Linked DNA regions of Sus scrofa: regions 1 and 2 are each linked to region 3. Evidence: chromatin contacts called from public HiChIP or PLAC-seq data. All regions are on one chromosome and are shown on one strand. Each heading gives the region's core, a stretch centred on a gene start, on an enhancer-like site or on the middle of the called end of the contact. The rest is flanking DNA. Distances are from core to core; before and after follow the strand shown. Region 1 has its middle 110 kb from the start of RNF152. Region 2 holds the start of RNF152 (ring finger protein 152). Region 3 has its middle 220 kb from the start of CDH20.

Region 1 (2,823 bases), core at 159-2,658, 380 kb after region 3:
TAAATTATTTTTTTGCGAATATACTCTGCATCCTTGAGAATTCTAAAGAACAGTATTACATTTCACTATGTAAATTCTTAAATTTTTTTTTTATGAGTAGTTAGTTGGTATCTGACTACTCCTACAGAAAGGTTATGGTGCAGATTTTGAGGTGAACAGTGTTAAATACAGACCTACTTTGTATCACTTAACAGCTCCATGACCTGAGCAAGCTTGCTCAATCTTCTGTGCCTCAGTTTCCTCGCATTTAAAATGGGATAATTAATAGTATCTAAAGAGCTGACTGATGTGATAATGAAAGGAGAAAATGCTTAGACCCAGTGCCTGCATGCACTAAGTATTAAATAAAGGTCAGTTATCATTATTAGTGCCACCATCCTTGTATTACTCCATATGTATGAATGTCATACACATAGAATTGTAGCTTCCTTAAGTGCCAAAACAATAAAGAAATTTTGTTTTGCAGTAATTAGAATTATACTGTGAGATGCCAGAAACCATATCTCAAATGATTTTCTTTATAAATTAACATTCTGTTTTCTGCCAAATTCAATTCCTCACCTCCTGCAGGAATGCCCTTAGACATTCGGTGTACTGACCTTCTGGCCTTTGCTTAAATACTACCTGTTATGCTGGAGACTCGGCCACTTCTCCAATGGACAGAAACAAATAATTATCTCAATTTCACACTTAAAGTAGGATCACTTAGGTTTGCACTGTATTGGAAATAATAGGAAAACCAACTAAGCAGTGACTTAAATAAAGCAGGAGTTTTATTCCTCTCACAATAATGAGTCCACCTTATTTCCAGCTGTCCGCTCCTTCGTTCTTAGACTGTGCCTGTTCTGCAGCCCAGTTTTGGTAAGAAGTCTCCTATACCTCCAGGCAGTGCTTCTTCATCCCAAGAAGGGTGAAAGGAAAGCAGAAAAACATGACCTATGGAGTCAGCCCCTTTATAAAAAATACCCCCCAAAGCCTCACAAAGCAATATGCTCTTACATCTCATTGGCCAGACTGCTTCACTTGGCCACATCTAATTGCAAAGGTTGATGTCAAAGCTCTATGGGGCCACCCTGAAAAAAAAAACTAAGATAGTTGATGTTGGGTCAGTAAACAGCAGTGTCTACCACAAGAGTTTAGTCTATTTCCCCCTTTTATTCTTTCCCATCTTGAGAGAAGAGAAATCAGAAGCTCTGGGAACAGCTCAAAGCTCAAGGGACCAAATCTGACCCCTCTGGGAAGTAATGGGCTTAGGGGATGAAGTCAAGAACAGAGGAACCACTGAGAACAAACAGACAAAGCAGAGCTGGACTGCTGCTTCCCCTGGGAAAGGACTCTTAATAACGATACCGGGAGATTATCCAGCTGGTCTGGTATTGCTGGGAGGCTGGGAGTGGGAGAGGTCAAGTTGAAGACTGAAATAGAAACAGCTGTTGACCGCATTTGCCGCCCAAGGGGATCACTTGTGCACTTACAGTGTAACAGTTCCATTTGATCCATGCATGTGCAGAAATCACTGCTTCCTTCACCTTTTAAGTGCTTGGAATTATTTTTCCCATATAAGATTTACATTCACTAGGGCTACACATGGCTGTCAGCCCGAACCTATAGAACCACCACACCTGATACTAAACATATACTGCTTGCTTTCCATCCATCACCCTTGGAGTTTCATTTTTTTGTGAGTCTTATCACAGACTTAGTTCCGGTGCCAGGCCCTGGGTTGAAAACATTGCTTATTATATTATCTTTGTAATGGCCTTCACATGCATCCCCTGCTTCAACTATCATTCTTAAGCTTATTATCTGATGTAGCCTAGGACCTGACTATGTGCTAAGCATTGGAAATGTCACAATGAATAAGACACAGTCCCTATTCTTAAAGATGATATAGGAAACCTCACCATTCTTGTGGGTACAAGTCGGAGAAGTCTTCCCAGAGTCTAAGATGGATGAGTAGATAAAAGACCGAGAATTGATGCCAATAAAATTGTCCAAGATTTCTATGCAAAAATATTGTCTCTCTATTAAAGGGCATAAAACTGGCGAATGATAAATAAATGGAGTAATAATCATGTCCATGGACAAGAAGGTTCAACATTATAAAGTTGTGAGTTCTTTTACTTACATATGTATTTATTACATATGTATGGTATATGAGACATAAAATGGCATCACCCTGTACCTATTTAGTTTAACTTGGTTATTTTCTGTCGATTTAGTTTGGTTTTTTTTTTGTTTTTTGTTTTTTTTTTTGCTTTTTAGGGCCACCTGCAGCATATGGACATTCCCGGGCTAGGAATCGAATCAGAGCTATAGCCGCCAGCCTACGCCACAGCCACAGCAACCCAGATCCGAACTGCATCTGCAACCTACATCACAGCTCATGGCAACACAAGATCCTTAACCCACTGAGCGAGGCCAGGGATGGAACACGCATCCTCATGGATACCAGTCGGATTTATTTCCACTGCACCACAACAGAAACTCCCAATACTAGGTTTTTGTGATCTATTCATGTTAATAAATGTAGATCTAATTCATATGTTTTAACTATTGAATTGAATTCCCCTATATGAGTAAGCCAGTATATTTATTATTTCCCTACTGAGAGACAGTTACTTTGTTTCCTTTTTTGTTTGTTTTGCTTTTTTTAAATAAAAAATTTCCATGAAAAAAGTTTTCCAGGCACAATGAAGGGTATATCTAAAAACCAGAGTAAGACAGGTGACAACTGCATGTGGTTGAATTGGCCTGGAAAAGCATAATGAGAGATACGTAACAAGAGATAAAACTATAAACATGATGGTTGGGGACCAGTTC
Region 2 (2,700 bases), core at 19-2,518, 270 kb after region 3:
GCGTCCCACGAGTCCAGTGCTTTGTCCTGCCGCTGCCCTTTCAGGAGCAGGCGCCCCAAGCGCGTGGGTCTGCACAAAAGACCCCCAACATCTCTTCCGCCACCGCCCCCTCTCCTTCCCAGAGAGGCCCATGGACCACAGAGGCAACTTCTAGGAGTGGGTAAGGAGCTCGACTACGGTCTTTAGAGGGGCTCATCCCGGAGGATACGCGGGTTTGGAGCTCAGCTGGGACGCGCGCGCGCACGAACGTGCACCCCAGGGGCGCGTGCGGCGCGGGCCCGAGACCAGCTCCCCAGGACTATAGCCCCAGGGGGCATCCGAGGACTCGGCCCAGCCCGCTACAGCGCCGCTCCCAGCCCCAGCCGCCAGCCCAACTCCGCCCGCGCTCGGGAGAAAAGCAACTCCAGGGACCACCTCCCCCGAGCCTTAGGGCTGCCCCGCCGCGCTCCGCGCTGCCCTTCCCGGGACCCCTGCGGCCCTGCCACTCTCCTCCAGGTTCAAAAGACACCCCCCCCCCAAACACTAGGCGGCACCTCCCCTTTCCCGCTTCCCTGGCTCCGGGTGCGGCCGCCATGGGGGCGCAGACATCCCTTCGCGCCCTTCCAGCAACCCGCGACCCCGGAGGGACAGAGAGGAGAAACAAACCGAAACTCACCAACCTCCCTCTGCAGCGGTCTCGGGTGCTTGCTACAGAGGCAGCGACAGCGGTAGCATCGCCGGGTGGTCCCAGCGCGCCGGCCACCGGCTCTGCTAGACTCGCGCAGCGGGCTGCCGGGCGGGCGCGAGGAGCGCGGCGGCAGCGCCTGCAGCCCCAGCTCCCTGCTCGGCCCCTCGGGAGGCGGCCCACCTGCCCGGGCGCCCTCCGCGCTCCCGGTCGGACACCGCCGCCAGGCGCTTGGCTCCAGGAGGGAGCTTTTTGTGTCACCGCCCAGACTCGGGCACCGAAATGGGTGGGGGCGGGAGGCCGGGCTCCGCCGCCCGCGGCACCGCCTCTCCCCGGCGGCTCCACCTCCTCCTCCTCCCTCTCCTCCCAAGCCCGCCCCCTCCCAGCGCTTGTCCGGGACATCTATCTGTCTGTCTTGAATAGCAGATCACCTCCAGACTGAGGAGCTGCATACCTTCCTCATGCGCTCCCTGGCCTTGCCCCCAAGTGCCTAACCTCTGCCGGGACCTCGACGTTGTCTTTTCCAAGGCGCGCGAGTGGGACCTGAGCTGGAATCAGGTGTGACAGGAGGCCGAGCTCAGCAGGCAGGAGGGCGGGGCTGAGGCGAGAACCGTGGCTGGCGGGGACCGTCAGCAGCTCAGGACTTGGGGACCGATCGAGGGGGCTGTTGAGATCCTTTCCAGAAGACGCCCTGGATCCGCGTCACGTCTGGTACTTTCTGGCTGCCCCTAAGAGTTCACGTGGTCCGGGCAGGGCGGGGTCCTGCTTTGGCGGAGGAGAGGAAGGGACTGAAGCCTGAATGACACCCCACCGCCTGGCTCTCTAGGATGGGGTGCAGGGAGCAGGAGTGCAGGGAGTGTTGCCCTGAGGGTTATATGGCAGTGCGAACCATAGGGGACCTCAGGACCGACCCTCTTCTCCACCTTGAAACCTAATTCCTACCTTAGGGACATACTTAGAATGCGTAGTTCCTCCAAGAAAATCTAGACGTGCCTCTTGTGTCAACTGCAAAATAGAGTGGAGGAGGAAGGTCGCTGGTATAGGATATGGTTTCCATGCACTCCGTTGCCTTCCTACAGAATTTCTATTCAGAGTGAAAACTCGAAAGTCTATTCGAGTAGGGCTATGGTAAAGTTAAGCCTGCCAGCTCTCCTGGGTCCAGAACCAGGGTTCAAGCAGCAAAGCATGCAGCCTCTGCAGGCTGCTGGAATAGAGCTGTCTTTCTGTCCTACAGTCTTGCCCACAGGGAAGGAAATCCCATTCTAACCTCTCTGGATAGCTCATTGAAGCGCTTCTGCCAGATAATGAAACCGAAACAGAAACCCTATGAACCACAGGGCCGCCGGCGGCGGGCGGCAGGGGGCAGGGAATTGGGGGGAATGTGACCTACCACGATTCACAATGTACTCAACTGACCTCCTTGACTTGGCCCTCAAATAAAACCTATTAATAGTGTTTCCAAATGTGCTGTCACTCAGCACACACACAAATCGGCAACCAAGAAACAAAAAGCTTGATGAGTGTCACTCCTCTCTAGGATCCCAATTAAACACTTTAGTGTTGGCCTCTGAAGGTGTATCTGTCCTCTATCGGGCCCCTGGCAGGAGTGAAAGCTCTATGTCTGTTTTAAAAGCAGATTTAGAAGTTCCCTCCGTGGCCTAGTGGTTAAGGAATCCGACTAGTAACCCTGAGGTTGCGGGTTCCATCCCTGGACCCGCTCAGCGGAATCCGGTGTTGCCATGAGCTGTGGTGTAGGTCACAGGTGCGGCTTGGATCCTGCATTGCTACAGCTCTGATTAGACCTCTAGCCTGGGAACTTCCATATGTGGAGGGACCCACCCTAGAAAAAAAGGCAAAAAGACAAATAAATAAAAGCAGATTTATATTCTTGAGGTAGAAGACTTCAAGAGTCTTTCTCTTCAACCACAGCTTTAGGGCACACACACACAAAAAAAATTACTGTTGTTTTAAGGAGAAGCCAATGAGAATATTGATGTTGACCAGGGGTCTGGAATAGGATGATGAGTTACAACGCA
Region 3 (3,082 bases), core at 240-2,739:
AAGTGCTGGGACTGCCAGTGGAGAGAAGAGCATCCTCCCCACATAGGCATCGTCTCCAAATTTAGCAGCATGAACGAGCCTTCCCAGAGGCTCCTTTGAAACTGTTAAGAAATTATAATTAGACTTTGTGCCTCTGCTAAGCCTTTTATCCCAGGAGCCCAGGACACTTCCCTGCATCGTCTCATTAATCTTCCCAACACCATTCGAGGCAGCCAGCACCTACTGTCATCTTTATTTTCAGGATGAAAGAACTGAGATGTAGGTACAGGTTAATGACCTGCTCGATGTCATGCTCCGTGAGTCACCAGCCACCTGGGGATGGGACCAAAACTGATTGGGGGAAGATAGCTACCCTAATCCATTGAGGATGCTGGATGGTAATGTGGAGGTCATTTACTTGCCCAGATAATGTGGGCCCTGAAAGGTGACCTCTTGGAAGAATGTCAGAGCTCTGGACAGAGAGCTTGCAAAAGGAGCAAATCTGAGCTGTGATTCACTGTCCTGGCAACCTTGGGCATGTCACTTGCACTTTCTGAAGATTTTTCCTTTTTAAAAATAAGAACAAAAAAAATAAAAATAAGAGTAGACAGAGTTCTCTTATGGCACAGCAAGTTAAGGCTACAGCGTTGTCACATGACAGCTTGGGTTCACTCCCTGGCCTGGGAACTTCTGAGTGTTGTAGGTGTGTCAGAAAGGAAGGCAGGAAGGAAGGAAGAGAGAGAGAGAGAGGAAGGGAAGAAGGGAGGAAGGAAGGAAAAGGATGGTCATATCTATCCATCTAATTTCTCAGCTGTTTAAAAGATAAAGAGAATGTTTCAAGTGAAGCCACCTTTGCTAGGACGTTGTCTAAAATCTAAGTCCATCAAGGGAGTTGGTAGAACCAACGGTAAAAAGTAGCCTGCTCCTCTTGGCTCACCATGGCAATCCTAACTTACGTTCAGACAATTATACAGGACTCGTCCCATATGACCAAGAAATTCCATTCTGCTATTCTATGTGCTATGAGCATATTTTTAGCACATACTGTGTGGAATATGCATTGCCGGATGCTGCCATCACTAGGATGTGACCCGTGTCCTCTAGGAAATACCGTTGGTTGGAGAAAGCAGACAAATGTACCACTTATTTCACTGGCAGGCAAAATGAAATAAGACAGACAACGAGGCCAAACAGGAGGAAGGTATCCGGAGAAGATCTGAGTCAGCCAGTGGGCTGGGAGGAGGTGGAGTGGGGAGTGGGGGCAGTGGGCAAAAGCTGAAACAGGAAAAATCCTTAGCTTTTCTTTTCCTTTCCCCGCATCCATCATTCTCTCCTCCGAGAAACAGGAAGTCAAGGTGATAGAGCAGCAGAGAACTGAAGGCTGTGTTTGCTTTGTTTACATCTGCAGGGAAGGATTTTTGAAGAACCTTTGCTCCGCGGGCCCTGGGCGCGCCTCTCTCTGAGGGCACTCTTACTTTCGGCCACAAGAGGGCGCTTCTCCTCCTCCGCGGCTCTTTTCTGGGCGGCCAGCGCCTCACAGCCACATCTTGCTGAGACGGGTTCTGCCTGCAACACCTGCAGCCTGGAAGCATTGCACCAACAGCTGGAAGACCGGGTCACAGCAGTCCCAGCTTCCAATATTTGATCGCTTTTAGATGAGCCTGAATAGACGTTCAAAAACAGTTAGCCTCCCATCAACAATGCATGCTAGAAGGACAACAATCCCTAGAAAATTCTCATGAAGTATTTTTGGAAAATTGTCTAGTATCTCTGGCCCTGGCAACAACATACCCTCTCTTCCAGACTTAACCAACTGACATAGCAGAACACTTGTCCTTCCCCAGGGGACATCCGGTTTGGTGCTAAGGGAACTCTTAATAAAGGAGGAGAGAGGGGCTTCCAGATCTGAGATAGACCAGAGAGGGAAAATAGTCACCTTTCATTTATTTTTGTTTTTTCAATTAATTGTTAAAATACCTGAAGGAAGGAAAACAATTCCAGCTGGCTCTGCACCAGACAAGAATTCCTAAATTGCACTAACTTGGCTGCTCCCCAAAGTCCCTTTGTTCTCTCCACACCCTGGTGTAAACATACCCACCCACCACCACCCTGTATTATTTTCTTAGCTCAAGTTTGAGTGTCCCGTGGACAGTGAAGCCAAACAAACTGAAACATCAGAGTTTGGAGCAGAGGAAGGTTTATTGCAGGACCATGCAAGGGGGTTCGTGCCCCCCAAAAAAAGCCCTAACTCCCCAAGAAAATTGTGAAGCTTTTTTAAAAGCCAAGTTGGGAGAGAGGAGGCAGTCACAGATTAAGCAATCAGCTTGTGATTGGGTGATGGTGAGATAATAGGGTGGTGTCGCAGGGGTTAACTTTATCAATCCTTAGGCTGTAGGAGGACTTTGTGCTTGCAATCTTCAAGTAGTTAATATCTTCCATTGTTTGGGGGTTCAGATACTATTGTCTAGGTACTTCAGAGAGGAGCTAAAGCTGAGATATGGAGGAAGGACCTGACCCTGAGAATGTTGCACAGGGTACTGACCTGTCCTGCCATTAGTTACAATACATATCCAAAAAATTAGAAAGAAAGTTCCAAGATAAGGCAGGATGAAACACTGACACCTGGAGTTCCATTGTGGCTCAGGGGGTTAAGAATTCAATGTAGTCTCTGTGAGGATATAAGTTCAATCCCTGGCCTTTGCTCACCGAAGGATCCAGCTTTGCCACAAGCTTCAGTGTAGGTTATAATTGCTTTTCGGATTTGTTGTTGCTGTGGCTATGGTGTAGGCTGGCAGCTGCAGCTCTGATTCAATCCCTAGCCAGGGAACTTCCATGAGCCATGGGTAAACAGAAAGAGAAGGAAGGGAGGAAGGGAGGGAGGAAGGAAGGAGAACAGGAAGGAAGGAAAAAGAGACTAATACCCAATCATAAGCCTTTCACTCAAAACCACACCCTCAGAATTAATGGAGGACTAGTTTGGTTTTGCCTTCTAAATTACTAATTCCATGATTTTGGGTTAGCCTCTGGATTGGAGTGGCTTTTTGGGTAGAAACAGCCTAAACTTTGAGTTGACAAGAACTATCACAGTACGTAAAAAACAAAA

The links. HiChIP or PLAC-seq counts read pairs in DNA pulled down with a chosen protein or histone mark.
Region 1: an H3K27ac HiChIP or PLAC-seq map of skeletal muscle shows a contact between it and region 3, with 19 times the contacts expected there. The contact joins two enhancer-like sites. A contact is called at or near these places in 1 of 5 promoter capture datasets (liver), 21 of 47 Hi-C or Micro-C datasets (alveolar macrophages, embryonic fibroblasts, epiblast stem cells and 12 more) and 1 of 2 datasets of contacts at active chromatin or transcription factors (skeletal muscle).
Region 2: an H3K27ac HiChIP or PLAC-seq map of skeletal muscle shows a contact between it and region 3, with 9 times the contacts expected there. The contact joins the promoter of RNF152 here to the enhancer-like site in region 3. A contact is called at or near these places in 3 of 5 promoter capture datasets (fetal liver and liver), 21 of 47 Hi-C or Micro-C datasets (adipocytes, adipose tissue, alveolar macrophages and 13 more) and 2 of 2 datasets of contacts at active chromatin or transcription factors (alveolar macrophages and skeletal muscle).

Annotation. Positions count from the first base shown.
Region 1 is chr1:159,423,771-159,426,593 of Sscrofa11.1, reverse strand. No RefSeq gene overlaps it. Among named protein-coding and RNA genes, the nearest start is that of RNF152, 110 kb to the left of the region's middle. Within about 2 kb of position 1,408, at least 3 of the 83 cell types and tissues checked have an H3K27ac peak or open chromatin away from gene starts, as enhancers often do. A contact at or near this core is called in skeletal muscle, where this site is marked.
Region 2 is chr1:159,529,191-159,531,890 of Sscrofa11.1, reverse strand. It overlaps RNF152 (ring finger protein 152), which reads right to left and starts at 1,268. Exons shown (of 2, transcript NM_001244578.1): 1 at 1,119-1,268.
Region 3 is chr1:159,800,423-159,803,504 of Sscrofa11.1, reverse strand. No RefSeq gene overlaps it. Among named protein-coding and RNA genes, the nearest start is that of CDH20, 220 kb to the left of the region's middle. Within about 2 kb of position 1,489, at least 16 of the 83 cell types and tissues checked have an H3K27ac peak or open chromatin away from gene starts, as enhancers often do. A contact at or near this core is called in adipose tissue and skeletal muscle, where this site is marked.